Linked DNA regions of Mus musculus: region 2 is linked to region 1. Evidence: chromatin contacts called from public Hi-C data. All regions are on one chromosome and are shown on one strand. Each heading gives the region's core, a stretch centred on a gene start, on an enhancer-like site or on the middle of the called end of the contact. The rest is flanking DNA. Distances are from core to core; before and after follow the strand shown. Region 1 overlaps Chd1 (chromodomain helicase DNA binding protein 1). Region 2 holds the start of Rgmb (repulsive guidance molecule family member B).

What was found. A called contact is a pair of places that touch in the nucleus more often than the background predicts.
Region 2: a Hi-C map of bone marrow-derived macrophages shows a contact between it and region 1, with 2.6 times the contacts expected there. The contact joins the promoter of Rgmb here to the enhancer-like site in region 1. A contact is called at or near these places in 1 of 39 promoter capture datasets (the 3T3-L1 cell line), 3 of 484 Hi-C or Micro-C datasets (bone marrow-derived macrophages, germline stem cells and nephron progenitors), 4 of 115 datasets of contacts at active chromatin or transcription factors (embryonic stem cells, microglia and neural progenitor cells) and 3 of 9 other capture datasets (adipose tissue, liver and pancreatic islet).

What each region holds. Positions count from the first base shown.
Region 1 is chr17:15,771,303-15,777,976 of GRCm38.p6, reverse strand. Chd1 (chromodomain helicase DNA binding protein 1) reads right to left here. Exons shown (of 36, transcript NM_007690.3): 36 at 5,365-6,674. Among named protein-coding and RNA genes, the nearest start is that of Rgmb, 56 kb to the left of the region's middle. Within about 2 kb of position 3,221, at least 46 of the 459 cell types and tissues checked have an H3K27ac peak or open chromatin away from gene starts, as enhancers often do. A contact at or near this core is called in adipose tissue and bone marrow-derived macrophages, where this site is marked.
Region 2 is chr17:15,828,951-15,836,134 of GRCm38.p6, reverse strand. It overlaps Rgmb (repulsive guidance molecule family member B), which reads left to right and starts at 5,070. Exons shown (of 5, transcript NM_001372257.1): 1 at 5,070-5,514; 2 at 6,440-6,515. The coding sequence starts at 6,511. It also overlaps the pseudogene Gm3292.

The DNA of each region.
Region 1 (6,674 bases), core at 1,972-4,471:
AAAAATCACCTCAAAGTACAGTAAAGCCAGGCACACTGATACCTCTAGATAACACTGGGAAAATGGTTCAGTACACCAGTGTAGGAAAGGATGTTTTATTTGTTTTTTGTTTGTTTGATATGATTCTAAGAGCAAAGAGAATGAAAGCCAGGTAGACAAATGGGATGGCATCTGACCAAATCCTCTGCATAGCACAGTAAAGAGCTGGTGTCTCCAGGAACGGCTGCTCACACACTTGAAGCTGTGGCCCTACCCAGAGTGAAGAGACTACGTGGATGATGGGAGGAAGTGTCTGCAAACCATACACATAAAACATACACGTTAGCATTCAACATATAGAAAGATGTGGGAAGCCACATGTGCCGTTGCTGAGTGGCACTGACTACTGCCGGCCACCACGCATAAGATTGGACAAACAACCAATGTGTACATATGCAGGAAAGTTTTTTGCAAAAACACTGCCTGGCCCAGGCATGATAATGAGGTTCTGTAAGGCACTAAGAGAGTAGCCAATCGGATGTGAGACATGCAAATGAGATATGATAATGAGGCTCTGTGAGGTACTGAGAGAGAGTAGCCAATCAGAGGAGGAACATGCAAATGAGGCTTAGTGCATAACCAATCCGGGTATGAGACACGCCTCTCCTAGGCCTATAAAAGCAGCACCAGTTCTGGGCTCGAAGTCTTTTCGCCTCTGCAATCAAGCTCTCCCAATAAACGTGTGCAGAAGGATCCTGTTGCAGCGTCGTTCTTGCTGGTCAAGTCGAGCGCGCGCAAGAGAAAGAACCTCAAAAATCAATAGGAAACAAAATATGACCTAATTTAAAAACACATAGTGGGCCTAATTAGACACATCTTCAAAACCATAAATGACCAAATAGTGCGCAGAAAAACGTTCCGCATCACTCATTAAAGAGAACTACAAAACCAAACCTCAGTGAGATATCACTATACCTTAGTCATTATACCTTAATCAGACTAGCTAGTAGTAAAGAAGCTAAAGCACTGGGGAGGGTATGGAGACAGTGGTACCACGATATGCTGTTGATAAAAAATATAATCCAATTATTTCACCAGATAGTATATAGTCAGAGGAAAAAAATCGTTATGTTAAAGAGATACCCACATGCCCAAGTTCTCTGCAGCATTTATTCACAATAACCACAAAACAGAAATTCAGAACTGGATAGCAGACCGGGGGGGGGGGGGGAGGGTGGGGAAAGGCAGTATACATAACTGATGGCATACTATTCCCTCATAGAATGATGAATGTCACTTATGACATTGATGGCAATGAGGCATATACTAAGATAAGACAGGCAGAGCCAAGCAAGCACTGTATCTCCTTTGTGTGGGGATCTAAAGGGCTAGTTTCCAAGAGCGAGTGGTGGTTATGGGAAGCCAGGCAGAGTGGGGGCGGGGAGGGAGGTGAGAGAAGCAGTGAACTAGGTCACACTGAGACAAGAGCAGGGAGTTCTGGTGTGCTCTTACCCAGCCCAGTGACGACTACAGCAGTGTAATGCTTCAAAAGACATGAAAGGAGATTGTTATACACACACACACACACACACACACACACACACACACAATCCGTCAGGGTATGTTTATCTTTATTTAAAGCGCCAATAGATAGTTCTAATACAATGGTCACAAAGATGGTCTGAGTTAACTAAAGGGGATCATAAAACCAACCCTGAAGTCAGGAATCTGGGAGTAGGAATGAACTGGGGTTGACAGAAAGGGAGATAATAGAGTATGTGTGTGTGAGTAATCAGAATTCTCTCTCTCTCCTCTCTGTCTCTCTCTCTCTGTCTCTCTGTGTGTGTATGTGTGTGTGTGTGTGTGTGTGTGTGTGTGTATGTGCACACACGTGCATGCGCACCCATCAAATAACATGAAAACTTCCAAAGATTCTTGCCCACATGACCAAGCTGAAAACTTGTATAAAACAATTTGCAGAAGGAGCTCATAGAAATGTTACTCCTCTTCACCGGAAACAAAGCAGCCTCTTGTTGGGCGAGCAGCGCACCCACAGCAACGATATCACCAGCAGTTAGAGGGAATGAGCAAAACTAGGCATGGCCGCACATGCGTTTAGTCCTAGCACTTGGCTGATGGAGTCAGGAGGATCAGAAGTTCAAGGCTGTCCTCAGCATGGGCCATGTGAAGTGAGAGTCCATTCCACCCCCAGCCAACCTCCCCCACGATTAACAAAGAAAGAAAAAAAAAACAGAAAACAAACAAACAAACAAAAACCCCAAACCAGCATGAACTACTAACACGCAAAGCATAAAGGAGTCTCAGAAACATGTTGTCGGGCAAAGGAAGTGAGATGGAACGAGTGCACCCAGTGGTCTCACCTAGTTCAAATCCTAGCAAAGACAAGTCTAAGCTAGTGTAACTTGAGGCAGATCAGTGTGTAGTTTCCTGCCAATTTAGAAGGAGGGCTAGTTGGGAAGGGGCACAGGGAAAACTTTCAGAGGGATAAAAATATTCTGCATCATCACTGTAGCAGGATACCATTGCCAGAGCTCACAGAGTAGACATTTATAATGCTCTATGTATATATTTTTTGTAAGTAGAGTTTCAGGATAAAGTTGACAAAAAAGAAAAACAAAAGAACAATTTAAAGTGTCACTTCTTAGAACATGGACAATTTACAAAAGAATGTTCCTCTCATCCAAGAAAAAAACAAAAAAAAAACTAGAGAATTATAATAATTTTTAACTCATGACAGCAAAGATTACCAAGCAATGAATCCCAAAGAGTGACGAAGCTCTCTAAGGGGAGCTGGAAAACACAAATCGTGTATTAGAAGTAAAGCAGACAGGGACAGTTACATCACAGTGAATACTTATAGGCCCAGTGTGATTGGCAGCCATCCTGCACGCACACTGCTGTGGCAGGAAACTGCTCACTAGAAAGACAATGATCTCTGTGTACCCAAACAGTATGAATTACCAGCTTCTGATTGCTCAACATCACCAATAGATTCCAGTGCTCAGGCAAAAGCAAGTACTGTGCGGTCATCAATACAGCACAGCAAAACACCACCTAACGGCTGCAGAGACTTCACAAATTCATACATGGGGCTAGATGGGTAGGCATGGGACAGGCCTTTAATTCCAGCACTTGGGAGGCAAAAGGAGACAGATCTATACAAGAGTTCCAAGCAAGCAAGGGCTATATAGTAAGACCCTGCCCCACCCTAACTGCCCAATCCCCACCCCACAAAAAGAGGAAGAGAAAATAAATGTGTAGCAAGGCCAGAGGTCACAGTCATTCTTAAAAACAAATGTTTTATGAAATCTTAAAAGTTGCAATTATGTAAGATAAACATCTAACAACACATACAAAAAAAGAGTAACACCACAATGAAAGAAAATCTTAAAAATAATGGGGATCAATATTCCTGAGTTGGAAGTTTTTGTCCTGAGACTATTATTCCCCGATGTAATTAATCTCCACTGAAATCTCAGCATGCTTTTGGGAGAAATTGGTCAGCTGCCTATAAAATGTGAGAGCAAAGAATTCCTAAGAATCAGAGTATTTCTGAAAAAGTACACAGGACTTAACATTTGTAAACTTGGAGCTTATCACCAACAGTAGTGAAAACAGAAGGTGCCATTGGCATACAGACATAAATACAAATGAACAGAGCCACGCAGTGAACTTAGCAATAGCTCAGTACATCCACGGACACCTGGTCTCATGAGACTGAAAATGAGATTCAGTGCTCAGCAAACTGAAAAAAAAAAACATGTCTAGTCAAATAGTACTATTTCTGTAATAAATTCATAGAAAATCCAGCCGTTGCTTGGTGTCTGTTTTACACGTGTAAACTAATATTCTAACCATTTGGTACTTCCATGTTTCACTTCCTTATATAGACCATAGCGTGCATAGAACACTGTGTCTGCTAAAATGAGGTGAGTATTTTCAGCATGGTGCCAATTTTATGTCAACAAAAAATTAAAATTCCTCAAAAAAAAAAAAAAGATGCACAGTAATGTCCCACGCCTTTAATCCCAACACTCGGGAGGCAGAAGCAGGTGGATCTCTGACCTTGAGGCCACCCTGGTCTACAGAGCTAGTTCTAGAACAGTCAGAACTACACAGAGAAACCTGTCTCAAAATACAATAGAAAGAAGAAAGAAAGAAAGAAAGAAAGAAAGAAAGAAAGAAAGAAAGAAAGAAAGAAAGAAAGAAAGAAAGAAAGAAAGGAAGGAAGGAAGGAAGGAAGGAAGGAAGGAAGGAAGGAAGGAAGGAAGGAAGGAAGGAAGGAAGGAAGGAAAGCTTGTTTCTACAAAAGTCATTCACTGGAGAAAACATAATTTCAATGGAACTAAATGTTTTCTTCCAAATACCGATAAGTGAACATTTAAAAAATTTTAACCAAAAGTTATCTACAGATATTGGGACTGCTGTCCATTGCCTGCTTCCCTCCACATATCTTATATCCAATGCCCTAGGAAAGAATAAAGATCTGTTTGAGTTGCAGTATGTTTGATAAAGATATCTATTAATTTCCGTACCAATTCAGAAACATCTAAAACTGTTTTGCTGAGTAATGAATCACTAAAAATTTTTACCAAGGTACCTTCATATTTAGATGAAGCCATTAAATCTTAAAAAACTTTCAATACGATTAGTTGCTTTTGTAAACTCCAAGCCTTACCTCTTTAAAGATACTATATATAACCACAAAAGCTAAAGGAAATTTTCTAGCCAAAGTTACTTGAGTGCAGATAAAACTACCTAAACATGAGCTGAAAACTGGTATGCCAAACGGATGGGGAAAGCCCAGCAGGCCTCAACCCTACACAAAGAACTACAGGCAGCTAAGGCAGCTGAGAGTGGGAGAGGGTCTTCCTCAGGGAGGAGCATGCCAATTGGTTTTCCAAATGGTCAGCCTTGAAAATATACATACAGTTAACAGTGTACAGTCTGAGCAGGCTATATTTAGAAATGGAAACACACACACACATTCATATAACAATAAAAAACCCTGAGGCCATGAAACAGACCAAGGAGGGGTATATGGGAATAACATTACATTTGGAGGGAAGGGAGAAACAATGTATGCCATTTCAGTGGGATAGCTTTTCCAAGACAGGCTGGCCTGCAGTGAGTTTCCAGCATAGGGAAAACTGTCACAAAAGAAAAACCTTAGAAGGTTGGTGAATATCATCAAATACTCTTACCATAAAATCCACTCAACCCTTTCATTTTAAGTTGCAAAAATAGATAGGTGAACTGTGCACGTGGTTAACCAAAGGCTACATCATACAAACTGCAATGGTTTACACCACTGTAGCTGTCTTGTCTCATTGGTTTCCAGTCTCACATAGCAGACAAGCCATTGCTTTTAATAAGAATCTTTTATTGTTTATTATTAAAATGGAAGGTTAGTTGGTACAATGCTATGCATAATCTCTCATCTTTAAAAAAATTAAACAAATAGATAGATAGAGAAGCAGAATGAGCATGTAAAGACAGAAATAAGCGTAATGTCCCTGTTATCCCTAAGGACTGACGCTGTCCGTGCATCTTAGTAACTGTATGGCTTGCTCCTTTACTATGTAGTTGTTACTTTTTACATATAATTAACACTCAAATGTTACATACAGGTTTAAGAATGCTTCATTCAACTCAGCTAGTTAACTCAATTAAATGGCAAATTGTTAAAAAAAAAAAAAAAGCCCATTCTTCAAAATTGCATTATTTTTCTACAAATTCTTTACAACAGGCTTTTAAGCAAATGACCTAGCCACAAAGGCATGTAGCGCCAACCCTGAGCTATTTGCTGTGTTAATATTAGGATTTATGGGAAGTGTTCTTTGGGAATAAAATGATCATTTACATTAAACGTGGAGGAAAATGAAAAATTTTAAAAGTCGTGTGCCAGCACTGAATCGTATCATCGTTTTTATCTTTAATTATAACTAGACGTTTAAAAGTTGAGTTATTCCCCAACACATTACCTTGCATATCAAAAATAAAAAGACATTGTTTGCTTCAGGATAACTTTAGGCCAAAGATGAAATTCCTTTTAAAAAAAAAAAGTTTGTTTGTATACACAGCATAAATTTTATATTTATCCATGTAAAAAAAAAGATATGAAAATACAAAGCCACAGACTAACTTTAGGTAGCCCCACAGCTACTCCATGGAGACATGACCAGGAGTAAAGGTTATTAATGGTTACACAACATACATCCAAAATTCCCACTGAATATAAGGAGAAACGAGGTGACGAGTAAGACATCCTAGAGGAATGTCTACAGGAAGCCGAGACTGCTAGAATCTGTTTTACTTCATAGAAGACTGATTCATCTATACAGACGTAGGCAGTTTTAGGATTACATATCAACAGTTCTCAGTTGCTGACCAAAATACCTTTCTTTCTGGCAGCTGTTACTTAAAGCAAAGATTAAATGCTCGTGGAAACAAGAATGCAGCAGAAAACTACAGGAGCCCACATATCCTTTTTCTTAAAATTTAATTTGTCATATATAAGGTTTTTATATACAATCAGTGTGTACTGTAACAGTTTTTATATTAAAGCCAATCAAGTTTACCTCAAATGTTAACCTGGCTGCATAGCACGTTTGACATTATTGCCCACATGAAAGGGAAAAGCAATGCATTTACAAGAACGTTTGGCCGTTTGG
Region 2 (7,184 bases), core at 3,821-6,320, 56 kb before region 1:
AAGATCTTTAACAATCTTACATCCAATAGAGGGCTAATGTCCAATATATAAAAAGAACTCAAGAAGTTAGACTCTAGAGAATCAAATAACCACATTTAAAAATGGGGTAGAGAGCTAAACAAAGAATTTTCAACTGAGGAATCTCAAATGGCTGAGAAGCACCTAAAGAAATATTCACCATCCTTAGTCATCAGGGAAATGCAAATCAAAACAACCCTGAGATTCCACCTCACACCAGTCAGAATGGCTAAGATCAAAAACTCAGGTGACAGCAGATGCTGGCAAGGATGTGGAGAAAGAGGAACATTCGCCCATTGTTGGTGGGATTGCAAGCTGGAACAACCACTCTGAAAATCAGTCTGGTGGTTCCTCAGAAAATTTGACATAGTACTACGGGAAGATTCAGCTATACCACTCCTGGGCATATACCCAAAAGATGCTCAAACATATAACAAGAACACATGCTCCACTATGTTCATAGCAGCCTTACTTAAAATAGCCAGAAGCTGGAAAGAACCTAGATGTCCCTCAACAGATGAATGGATACAGAAAAGTACACAATGTAGTACTACTCAGCTATTAAAAACAATGACTTCATGAAATTCGCAGGTAGATGGATGGAACTAGGAAATATCATTCTGAGAGAGGTAACAAAAGAACACACTGAGCAAAAGGCTCAGAATATCCAAGATACAATTTACAGACCATATGAAGCTCACAAAGAAGGAAGACCAAAGTGTGGGTGCATCAGTCCTATTTAGAAGGGGGAACAAAATAATCACGGGAGGTAGAGGATAGAAGGGACTTGAGAGGAAGAGAGAAGGAGGAGAGGGAAAAGGGGGGCAGGATCAAGTAGGGGAGGAGACTGGGGAGATGTACAGAGGGTCAGGAAATTGAACAGAGGTGTGTAGCAATGGGGGATGGGGAACTGGGCATAACCACCAGAAAGTCCCAAAAGCCAAGAAACAAGAGGCTCCCAGGACCCAATGGGGATGACTTTAGCTGAAATACCCAACAAAGGAGAGAGAGAACCTGTAGAGACCATATCCAGAGGATGGGCATGGCCCCTGATTGAGGGATGGGACCACCCACCCATCTCCAAAATATTAGCCTAGAATTGCTCCTGTCTAAAGGAAATACAGGGACAAAGACTGGAGCAGAGACTGAAGGAAAGGTCATCCAGAAATTGCCCCACCTAGGAATCCATCCCTTATGCAGCCACCAAACCCAGACACTACTGCTGATGCCAAGAAGTGCTTGCTAACAGGAGCCTGGTATAGCTATCCCCTGATAGGCTCTGCCAGAGCCTATGCAATACAGATGTGGCCCGCAGTCAACCATCAGACTGAGCACAAGGCCCCCAATGTAGGAGTTAGGGGAAGGACTGAAGGAAGGAGCTTAAGGGGTTTGCAACCTTATAGGAAGAACAACAATATCAACCAACCAGACCCCTCAGAGCTCCCAGGGCCTAAACCACCAACTAAAGAGTATACATGGCTCCAGCGGCATATGTAGCAGAGGATGGCCTTATCAATGGGAGGGGAGGATCTTGGTCCTGTGAAGGATAGATGCCCCAGTGTAGGGGAATGCTAGGGCAGTGAGGTGAGAGTGGGTGGGTGGATGGGGAAGCACCTTCATAGAAGCAGTGGGAGAGGGATAGGAGGTTTGCAGAGGAGAAACCAGGAACAATGATAACATTTGAAATGTAAATAAACAAAATATCCAAGAGAAAAAAAGAAAAAAAAATTTGATGATGAAAAACACAAGTCATATCCTTTTATTGATGGAACATCCAAGATCTAATTAGACACTTAAATATTTTAGCCTATGTGAATGAGACAGTGGGAGTGTTGAAGTTGAACTGTTATACAATATAATTGACCATAGCTAATAACAACCTGAAGGAACTCTTAAAAAAAATCACTGAGACTAGATGGTAAATATTCTCATCCCCTCCAAAACAATAAACCCTAAGCATATCAAGTCGATATTAAATTTAGGCATTCTACAATGTATACCTACTCCAAAGCATTGTGTTGTCATGATAAATATATGTAATTATCATTTCTAAGTTAAAATTTTTACATAATAGCAACACAATTTTCAAAGTTCACATTTCTCACTACTATTTATTTTCGAACAAATTTTTATTTTCTAACATGAGGAGTACTTAAACACAAAGTCATGCTGAAATGGAAACATTAATTATCCTGATTTGATCAATACATGCTGTATTCCTGTACTAAAATATCATGCTTTAATCCATAAATGTGTACAAATATTTTTTAAGAGGGGGGCTTCTTATCCTGTGTGTTGAGACACTTGTTAGAGGAAATGGAAATGTCAAACAACCTTGATTTAATCATTAAACAATATATACTTGCATTATAAGCTGTCATGTCTCTTCCCCATAAATTTGAACTCAAGGAAATTCTCCTTACTAGTTCTATTTTAAAAAGTGTATATTGCTAGTAAAAGCTAGGCATGGTTTTAGGTTTTGTTTAAACAGGAGATGAGATGTATAGTTTCTAAGCAGCACTTCATAGATGGCAGCCAGCAGGAGGCTGATGAAGGAGTGTGAAGAGACCTGAAAATGTGGGATGAAATCTTCCCTAACACCCAGGTTGACAAACGTAATTGACTGACTTGACAAGGGCTTATTGTTCCTGACGGCCCTCCATATGATGCCTTCAGAACTGAAATAAACTTTCCAGCAAAGTATCCACTCAAACCACCCAACATCACATTTAAAACAAAGATCTACCACCCTGACATTGATGAAAAGGGGCAGATCTGTCTGCAGGTAATTACTGCTGAAAACTGGAACCTAGCCACCAAGACTGGCCAAGCAATTCAGCCCCTGGCAGCACTGGTGAACAGCCCCAGCCTCCGTACCCACTCTGGGCTGACCTAGCTGAAGAATTCTCTAAGTACCGTAGAAAATTCTGTAAGAATACTTTAGGGTTTACATTTTTAAAAAAAATGGGGGAAAATCGACCTGTGGACTAAAATCTACCATAACCTGGTGCAGTGTATTCAGATACCCCACAAAGCACAAATCTGGAAAACTGACATGTGCCACCAACCGGCATCTGTGTGTGACAGTTACCAACTTTCTACAGTTTTCTTAATCAAAAATGGTCTAGGTAACCTGTAAAGAAGGATTAGAAAATTCAGATGATCTAAGAAAAGAAAGAAAGAAAGACAGACAGACTAGCACGTCATGAAATTTCAGCCTTTTTGTGCATTAATTTCAAAAACTCTACAAGGAAATAAGGCACAGATGACCACAGAGGGGACTAAAGCCCAAGCTTTCAAAGTGGGACAAAAAAAAAAAAAAAAAACGAGACTGTGGAAAAGTTAAATGTATCATTTAAATAAATACAAGCTGAGGCGATTTGCATAACAATTGGCATCCATTTTTGCATCGGCCAGTATTATGGAAAAGGGGATTGTGATGATTTGTGTCTGTGTTTATGTGAAGTCTAGCTAGCTGTGCAGAGGAGTGAAGAACTGGGCTGCATCAGAAGTCGCCTTCTGAGCTGACTCTCTGGATTTCCTTTGAACTCGTTTTCAACATTATGCTATGCAGCAGCTTGTCTTTGTGTTGGTAGAAGGAGAAGGAAAAACACAGGAGACTAGGCTTTAGTTTCTAAATTAAAGCTCTGCTGGGCTGATTGCTCAAGTGGCTTTTCAAAGGCAAAACAAGTGGGGACATTAAAATTCCTGTTTCTGTAGGACCACTAACTGAGCCCAACACCACCACCGCCACCTTTTGTTGTTGTTGTTGTTGTTGTTGTTGTTGTTGTTGTTCTCAATACCAAATAGAGCAGGTTCCAGTGTATCTTACAGACACCTTAAACGGACTCAAGGTATTTTTGTTTGGTTTGGTTTGGTTTGGTTTGGTTTGGTTTTCTCCCCAATTTGATTGGTATTTAGAGAAGATAACGGAAAATGAAATGCAAAAATCCAGACAGGGAATATGACGAGGGGTCTTTTGTTATTGAATTTCTGAACCTGGGAGTTCTGAGTCCTCAACCTTCCACATTTTTCTTGATAGTGAACCCAAGGTTCAGAAGTTAAACCCTCGAAGTCCCGCCCTTTTTTATACTACCCTATGCTGCCCCTACCGTTAGATGGAGAAACTGCAGGTAAAGGTTAGTGGAGAGAAGGCGATCTGGGGAGGATAAGGATTAACTAACTACCTGAGCCCAGATGCTTAGAGTTTTGTCTTAACTAAAGAAAACAAAACAAAACCGCACTCTTGTTCTAGAATGAGTGAGCTGCCGCTAACTATCTATGAAGCTCAAGAATCACCCTGGAGGTCTTTAATGATAAAATATTAAACTAAAAATAAGCCAGAAATTACAGGTTTATTTTTCACTAAACAGACAATTGAAATACATGGTACAAAAATAAGTGGTAAGATTATTGTAAATTGAAAAATGGACAGAATAAATATTCAATTTAATTTTCCATCTATGAGAATTTCACAATAAAATCATAATTTACTTTGTATTATTAAAAAAAAAAAAAAAAGAATCACCCTGGAGAACATAGCTCGATCTCCCCTCCCCCATCTCCTTCCACGGGATGCAAAGGACGTCGTCCTGAAACATTTCCTGAGCCAGTTCTTTTACAATACACTTTCTCATTTGGGTCTAAGGGGTTTCTTTCTACCCTTTCTCTCGACGTGAAGCCAAGTCATATTGGCACCTCAGGTGGACAGGAACGATAACCCTCTTGTGCTCGCACACGTCCAGAGGACCATCCCTGTCACCTCCTTCACAGTTACACGCAGTAGGAAGACCCTAGAGGATAGTTGGAGGGACGTGCTTTTGAGGGCACTGATGGACAGCTATAAAAAGCGAGGAGAAAAATCGAGGGGAGGGGGGTCTGTTGCCGTCGTGGCGGCGCGGAGTGCGAACACCGCACGCGTCCGGCTGACAACAGGCAGAGCCCGCAGCAGGACCGTGATGAGCCGGGTGGGTAAAGGCAGCGCTGCGGGCCCGGAGGGCGGCGCAGAGGGCGGCGCTGGCGGCGTGAAAGGCGCCTTTGTGCAAGCCGGTGTGTAGGACCGCGGGAGAGGAGAGAGCAGGACCTGGAAACGGGGAGAGGCGTACCACGCTCCCTGCCGTCGGGTCTCCAGCAGGACAGTAGGGTAGAGCGGTGGACTGGGGACCGGCGCTGCAGAGGTTGTCTGCCTCTGTGGCCGTGGGGCAGGGGTGGGAAGAGAACAGTTTGGAGGAAGTTGGGGAGAGGGACCTGTCTCCCCGCCCTCTCCGCCTAGGTGACAGAGAGGCCCCGCTGGCTGGCAGGGTGCAAGCACTGCCCCGGAGCTCACTCGGGAACCGGCATCTGGAGAGCGGCCCCCGGGTGGAGCCGCCCGCCTGCCGCCCACCTGGGGCAGAGTGGCGGGCGCGGCGTGGCCTCCCTCCTGCGCCCCGGCCGCGTGGCTTGCGGCTTATTTTCCCAGCTGGCAAGCGTCGCGCTGCAGACAAGGGAATGCCTGTGGTGAGTTGTTTATTTTGTTGAAGTTTGCGGTGGGCCCGGAGGACGGTGGGGGGGGGGCGAATAGCAGGCAGCGGCCGGGACTGTTTTGTTTAGGTCTTGGTCCACCTGTGTGGTATAAATCTGCCAGGCTCCGGGCTGTGGGGTCCAGGGTGAGAAAGCCCTGGCGTTCCAAAAGCTCCTGGCCACGTTTAATTTGCAATGCCTGGAACCGACTAGAGTCTAAGGAAGGCTGCTCCCCAACCCCCAGCTTTCCGTAGACGCTTCCCCTAAGGGACAGTCGCCTCCTATGACCTGGGAACAGCTGGCCACTGAAGTTTCCCCATTCCCTTCCCCATTCCTCGGGGGTAATGGAGCTGAAGCTTTAATGTGAGAGGAGCCCAAGAAAACAGAGACAAACTTATCGTGGGGGCGGGGGTGGTGTGAAGTTCGTTCAGGGGTGTTGGGTCGGACTGCTTCTACAAACTGGGATCCTGTGTTGGCCAATTTCCCAAACTAGACTGGTGAAAGGCTGGCTGGCTCCTGAGGGAGCCCATAGGAACCCCTGGGGCTGATGTTAGTACAGCCTCGGCTTCGTTTGCCTGGAAGAAAAGCCTAAATACATTAGTGAGAGGGTAAAGCTTTTAAGGCCTTCTTGGGAGTGAGTGGCTGGCTAATGAGAGGTTAATTTTGTTTCGAAGGGAAGGCTGTGCTGGTTTCCTGAGATAAATGGACAGGAAGCACATTACCTCCAAGCACTGGCAAGCGGCTCCCAAATGCTTTTTGCACCTGCCGCTTCTAGCCCTGAGAGCCAGAAGCGAGCCCTACTGGAGTCTGTTAGGGATCAAGGGGCCGGGGATGCAACCCCTTGCACTCTCCGTGGTCTCTCTCTCTTTCTCCAGGGGCTCAGCGCTCACACGGAGCCCTGGGGCTCTTCTCTTACACCTAGGTCCTGCGTGTTCCGGAGCTCGGGGGCATCCTGATCCCGCTGAGCCCCTTCCAGGTGCAGAAGGGTTAACAATGATGTAAGTACAAGCCAGGCGCTACATGCTGCTGGACTCTGGGCTATTCCAGCCCCTTATTTTCAAACACTGTGGAGCAACGAGCAGCAGGGGAGCCCTTACTCCGGAATGGGTTACACAAATAGCTTATTGCAGACTTCTCTGTCCTGGGTGAGCTGTTAAGCAGAGACCCTCATGTTAGGTTTCTGGGTTTGGAGATACAGTACCTGGGGAACAGTTAAGACACTATGTAAGGATTTGGGAAATGAAACTGCATCATGTTTAGAATCTATTAACGTTTCTGGCATCCGTTTTAATTACCCAATTGCATGCCCATGGTGTAGTATGCTTTGCTGGGTCTCTTAGATGCACTGTTCTGTTCTCACCACTCCTCGAAAACAAAGGGGAAGAGAGAAAGAATGCAGATGGCAAGACACAAGGTGGATTTGGGGGTTGCTCAAGTTTCCAGTCATCTCACTTTTTTTCCTAATTAAAATGTAAAACTTTTATAATCCTCACATTTGTTCTAGCTTCCTCCCTGGGTTTTTCTTTGTCCCGTCCCAAATTCTGCTTTAACCTGATGCATGGGAGCTTTGACGAGTGGCCACCCTATAACCAGCCATTCAACATGCTCTTGGTTTCCAAGCTGATTTCAAATCTTGCTAACTAACATCCAGATTCACCCCAGACTGT